Regions from separate parts of the Cricetulus griseus genome. Here region 1 is linked to region 2. The links are chromatin contacts, called in public Micro-C maps. All regions are on one chromosome and are shown on one strand. Each heading gives the region's core, a stretch centred on a gene start, on an enhancer-like site or on the middle of the called end of the contact. The rest is flanking DNA. Distances are from core to core; before and after follow the strand shown.

Region 1 (2,919 bases), core at 415-2,914, 100 kb after region 2:
GACTTTCTTCTCTAGGATTAATTCAGAAAGCCCACAAAAAGAATGGCACATCTGCCATGTTCCTGCTGTGGTTTGGGCCATGCCCATCCTTTTTTTTTTTTTTTTTTTTTTTACACTTTAATTAGTATACAAAATAGTGGGTTTTAGTATGGCATTTTTCACACATACTTTTATTTTTCTTGATCCTTCCCTTTCATTGAAAGATAGCTCCCTGCTATATATGCAGAAACCCCACTTCTTGGGGACAGCTCTGAGTGGGTCAGTCTTACCAGGTGAGTTGTTTGTATTTGGACTGACCCCCCCACTCTCCACACCCTTCCTGAGGACAATGGACTAAGAGTGTGGAACTGAGGTGGTGACTGGATGATGTTTCAGAGTGCCTTTGCTGTGGTTTGGTCTCCTCACCAGGTGCTTGCCGTGCAAGCGTTTGGGAAAGCTGATCCAGGAGACAGTTGAAGGCAGCTCCGATCAAAGCAGCCTGTCTTTAGACCCCACTCCCCACTCCCTTCAATTCTCTCTCTCTCTTCAATTCTCTCTCTCTCTCTCTCTCTCTCTCTCTCTCTCTCTCTCTCTCTCTCTTTTGAGACACAGTTTCTTTGTGTTGCTTTGCAGCCTGTCCTGGAACTACCTCTGTAGACCAGGCTGGTCTCGAACTCACAGAGATCCTCCTGCTTCTGCCTGCTCAGTGCTGGGACTAAAGTCGTGTGCCACCACCACTTGGTCTTTTCTTCTCTCTTAAAAATTTAAAAATCACATGACTTTTTAAGATGTTTTAGGTTGCCATGGCAGTTGGTTGTTTCCTTACACCATGTGGATCCCGGCGATGGAACTCAGGTCCTCAGTTTTAGTGCTAAGCCTTTACTCACTGAACCACCTTGCAGAACACCTAGCCCTTTTGAACCTTGAATTCATAAGCTCAAATAATCCTCCTGCCTCAGTAGCTGAGATGCATGTATCCTTGCTGGATTTTGAGCCTCAATTCTTCAGCCTGTCCCCAAGTCAGATATCCTTATATGCCTGCTCTCGTTCCATCTGTAGCCCAAACATCACAAAGATGGCTTAGACCCGAGTCAAAGTTGGTTTTGCTGAGCCCATTAGAAAAGCTGCCCGTGGACAGTGAGGCAGGTGTGGTTGATGGACGGAAGTCAGTGCCCCTCCAGGGTTCATCAGGGCTCTTGGAACAGGTGTGGACTGCCACAGGTTCACGGTGGAGCCCTGAAGTCCTCATATAAGGATCTTCAGAAGACTTATTTGCTCTCTGGACTCCCTTTCTTCGCTCTCTCCCTTGCTTCCTGCTGCCTTCTTCCATTGTCATTGCCTTCTTAACATCTGGGCACCCCATGACAGCAAGGACTCTGGGAGCAGGGTCTCCAAGGAGCCAGCTGTCCTCCACCACTGCAAGCTCGGTCCCATGAGCAGTTTGAGAGCTTTTTCTTGCAAAGACAAGCGGGGAAAAGTTGGAAGAACACTTCCAAGCCGCGCCTGTTTCTTCTTTATTTTCTTTCCCCCTTCTGGGGCTGAATGACCAGATTTTTTCTTTTTTTTTTTTTACAGTACATTTTGGCAGGCCCCATTTTTTTCTGACAGAAAAAAAATAACAGGCATATTTTTGGGCGATTACTCAACTGGGGTCCTTTGTGACAGGATATGCAGCTGCGTGACTAATGGAGCTGGCTTTCTCCTGGCTTCCTTCCCCTTTCAAAGCTCTTGTTTACTGCCCTATACCAAAAAGGAAAAAAAAAAGAGAAAGATTTTTATATGTTAAGAAAAGCTTTGTGAGACACTCAAAGGCTATAAATCCTATGGATATTCCATTTCCAGAACTGCAAAGGCTCCACCCCTCTCCCCAGCTTCTTTAAAGCACTCAAGCTCTTGACTCAGGACATGTGACTCTTCTCTCCCACCCCCACATCCCTACTTTCTTCTGAACATATGTCCAGCAGATCGTGTGTGTGTGTGTGTGTGTGTGTGTGTGTGTGTGTGTGTGTGTGTGTGTGTGTAGAATGAAGCAGGATGGGAACCATATTTACGATACTTAATTCAGCAACTGTTAAAGGAAAGAATAATGACTTCCAGGGGCTCAGGGGCTCCCCCCAACAAGGCCTTTGTGTTTTCATAGTCTATGACAGTTTTGTGGTGTAAGCAAAAGTTATTAGAAAGCATGAAACTAGCTTAACGAGGAAGGGTATCTGCTGAGCGGGGAGGAATCGCCTCTCAACAGGGAAGTCTGACTGGCTGGCTGGCTGACTTTGGGATTCTGAAGTCTGGGCCTTCCCAGAGACATTTGGAAGGAGATTCTCTTTAGCTTGTTGTGTTTGACAACTGGAACTGGAGTTTTGGGTTTTGGAGAGACCACCACATGGCTTTCTAGAGATCCATGGCTTTCTAATTTCCAAAGGTGTCTGACCTCTGGGCAAGAACAGTTGAGCAGCTAGTTAGTTATGTTTCACAGAGATAGAGACTGTGTAGACACAGCACAGGATCTGTGGCTTTGTGATGGGTTTGAGTTTTAGCTGTGAACTGGGTGGGACTAATCATTTAATAGCTGTAGGTTTCCATTGCTTGGATGTTGAAATAAGGTAGTGTCTTCTCCAATCTGCTGGCGTGAGGAGGAAAATGGCAGGAGCACAATGCATGGTGGGAAGTATAGACCTTCTAATTTCCCTCATCCAAAGGCCTGGTTCATGCTTTCAGCAGAGGAGAGTGTCTGGCTACTTGAGGGCCATGATGCTTAAGGATAAAGTGAGTGAGAAGCCAACACATGTTACTATCTGGGCGTCTGGATTATCTCCATCTTTGCTACCACTAGTCATCATTCATGCAGCTCTCAGAATCATTACTGATTACAATCTTTTCTTACTTGAGAAACTCCCCTCCTTGTCCAACCCAGATAAAAGGCACTGCCTGACCCCATCCTAC
Region 2 (3,166 bases), core at 582-3,081:
TTAAAAATGGGGGCCGTCAACTCAAATTGTTGGAGACGGGTCAAGCAGAGACCCCCGCAGGGAATTACGTTAGGGTCGTGGGCTGCAGCAAAAGTCGGGTGTTTGGCAAAGTTGGAAAAAAAAACAAAACAACCAAACTGGTTTCTAAAACAGTTGTGATTTGGAAGGTTTCCCTGGGCTTGCCCAGAGGTTGGCGATAAATAAATGCAGTTAAAAAAAAAAAATGCGTGTGTGTAAGGGGTGGTGCGGCTCGAAGGCTCTGCTCCGCCTGCTCCGTCCTTTCCAGAGAAACGTCCTCGTAATGGGGTGACCTAATTACATCGCAATGGAACTCGCTCGTAGCCACTCGGCGCACCGGGTTTCATAACAGAGCCGGCGGCTTCGAGTGCTGGGAAGAAACGTGCGAGGCCCGGCCCGCGATTTCCGCCCGGGTCCCCACTCCAGCACGCGAGCCGGTGCGGGTGGGAGGCAGCCAAACCTAATAGTAAATAAACACAAAGTTCGCGGTTTTTAAGGGCGGAATAACTCATTGAAGGCCACTGGGTTCCGTGGGTCCCATTGCTTGGCACCCCCAAACAGGGCATAGTGACAAGCCATATGTTCCGTTCGCGTGGGGGCGGGAGAGCAGCAAGAAGTTACAAGTGTCGCTTCCCCCACCTCTACCTTCTTTCTTACCAAGTAACTTTTTTTTTCCTTGTTTTTAACACTCGGGGGTGTGTGGAGGAGGTAGCCCAGAATCAAAGTGCGCGTGGAAAGTGACTCGTTGCTCTTTTATTTTTGTGAGCCGGAGGAAGAGGCGCCCATAAAAGTCTGGGTTTTTCTGCAGTGAGTTTAAACGAGGTCTGCCCAGGCAGTGGTCTTTGTCGCAATGCCCCCTTACCCTACCGGGAGAGCGCCGGCTGCCGGCCCAGCACGCGTGTACACGCGCGCTGCGCGCTCAGTCTTGCTGCGCTCGCCCCCGCCAGGCTCTCTCCGAGGAAAAAAAAGTTTTCTTGGTCGCCCTACTCCTCCGTACACTGGTGGGAAACAAACATAAAACTCTTGACTCGGACATTTGGGGTGTTTCTGAATTCCTAAACTTCGTCCAGCGCGTTTTGCGGTGGGCAGCCGGGTGTGGGTGGACTGGGAAGTCAGGGAAAGGTAAGTCGTGCGGACACTTGGACAAGTTTCAAGGGACACCAGCTCAAGATGGAAACCGCAGCTCTGGCCGGCTCAAGACCAGCTTCAGCTCCAGCTAGCAAAAAAAAAAAAAAAAAAAAAAAGAGAGAGAGAGAGAGAAACTCGAGCCCGCCTTCCTGCCCGACCAAAACACACACACACACACACCATCACACACCATCACACACCACCACCACCCCCAGCCCTCCTTCCCTCCCCTCACCCCTCTCCCTGCCCCGGACACACACACAAAACAACACAACAACCAGAACTCTGAAGAGGGTGGAATGAGTGATGTCACAGAGCGGGGCAGCGAGGCTGACAAAGGGTGGGCGCCCCTCCCCCTCCGCCCCGCCCGGCCCCAGGGAGGGGCGCCCCCAGCGCCCGGGAGCGGAGCCCGCGGACTCGAAACTTTTCCTCTTTAAGAAAAAAAAGTTGTGCGCCGCTCCGAGTGGTTTTTTTTTTTTTTTTTTTTTTTCCGCCTTCTTTCCTCGTCTCCCCTCCCCCTTCTTCCTTTTGAAAGTTTCTTTCCTCCCTCCCCTTACCCCTCCCTCCCGCTTGACCGCATGGCTGATTCAACCTCAGTGTCAATCAACTTTTTTTCCGCCTCCTCTTCTTCATTTAAATAAGTTTAAAGCTCCTCCCCTCAATCCACCAAATCTTATAAGTTGGGCTTTGCGCGCCGCAGCCCGGGAGAGTCAGGAAGGCGAGGGGCGCCGGGAGCAGGCGTGTGGGACTCCAGACCGGAGAGCCGGAGGCTGCGCCTTCCCCGCACCGGGACCTTCGCGACACACCAGATCCTATCCCTTGCCCCGTGCGAACGCCCACGATGACCACCACGCTCGTATCTGCCACCATCTTCGACTTGAGCGAAGTTTTATGCAAGGTAAACTAGGGCGGAACTTTTGCTTTCTGAAAGTTTCTCTTGTGCTTAAAAGAAACCTAAAGGTTCGGGTCTGGGGAAACGGCGCTGAGCGAGTGAAGGGCTTTCACTGTTAGTGCTTCCCTCCATTCTGAAGGAATTTGGTCATGTCCTCCCTACTCAAGAGTTTCAGGTCCCAGGTGGAGTTGCATGTGAATTTGGGAGCAAAGTTCCGGGCGACTGCTGAAGTTTGCCGGGCAAGGGCTGGCCCGGGGATGCGGAACAGTGGCTAGGATTGGGACAGATTTTGAAGGATTCTTTCCGTGTGCATGGTGTGCCACAGGAGCTGGGGTTCGGTGGGCTCCCGGTGTGCGCTCTGGCTTTCCAGAGCGTGCCTGCTGGAGGAGTTGGAGTCTAGCCGGCAACTTTGCTAGCCTGTGGCGTAGGGGTCTCTAGGAAAAGCGAAGTCTCAGAACGATATTTGCCTGGGAGAATTTCCCTGTCTGCCTTGGAGAACTTAGAGAGAATGTGGCAAGGAAAAGGGGCCGATTTAAAGTTTAGAAAGATGCAGGCAAGGCAAGTTTGTAGTGGAGTTTGTGGCCGCCCCAGCTGAGCTAGGCTTCCTCCGCGAGAGCGCTGGTCGATTATGCTGCAAACTTTTGGCTGAAAGTGGCTGCTTACCTGTGTTGTGAGGCACTACGGCTCGTTGATTGAGGAATAGGGGAACAAAATGTTGCCAGAACTCAAGTTCCCGCCAGTTAGGATTTAAGAGAGCCTCCTTAAATGGGGGTAGTTTACCAGTCGGGTTTTCGAAAAAACGAGTTTTAAAACCTGAATGTTCCAGGAGAGCGGTTGAAATGTACAACTCCATGGATGTTGTTAATTTTTTTTTCCCTACTCTACTTTCCCCACCCCCACTCCCCCCATTTGAAAGGATGAAGCTGCTAGGCTACTTTTAATTGCTGAACTGTTTTTGCCTTCCCTTAAACACGTCGGGTCATGTTGCTCTCTTCCTAGCTTGCTGCTCCTGTCGGTGCAGCTGCCAAGGCCCCGGGGCTGCAGGGTTGGGGCACAGGGGCGTGCTGGAGCTGAAGAGCAACGGCAAAAACTTTGAATTTTAAGCTTTTTTTTTTTTTTTTTAACCCT

Evidence for each region. Hi-C and Micro-C count contacts between places; a contact is called where the count stands out from the background.
Region 1: a Micro-C map of the CHO-K1 cell line shows a contact between it and region 2, with 2.1 times the contacts expected there. The contact joins the enhancer-like site here to the promoter of Zfp36l1 in region 2. A contact is called at or near these places in 2 of 8 Hi-C or Micro-C datasets (the CHO-K1 cell line and liver).

What each region holds. Positions count from the first base shown.
Region 1 is chr5:123,625,432-123,628,350 of CriGri-PICRH-1.0, forward strand. No RefSeq gene overlaps it. Among named protein-coding and RNA genes, the nearest start is that of Zfp36l1, 100 kb to the left of the region's middle. Within about 2 kb of position 1,665, at least 1 of the 6 cell types and tissues checked has open chromatin away from gene starts, as enhancers often do. A contact at or near this core is called in the CHO-K1 cell line, where this site is marked.
Region 2 is chr5:123,523,298-123,526,463 of CriGri-PICRH-1.0, forward strand. It overlaps Zfp36l1 (mRNA decay activator protein ZFP36L1), which reads left to right and starts at 1,832. Exons shown (of 2, transcript XM_027418392.2): 1 at 1,832-2,044. The coding sequence starts at 1,988. It overlaps LOC118238891 (a long non-coding RNA gene), which reads right to left and starts at 1,562. Exons shown (of 3, transcript XR_004770288.1): 1 at 1,407-1,562; 2 at 1-1,234.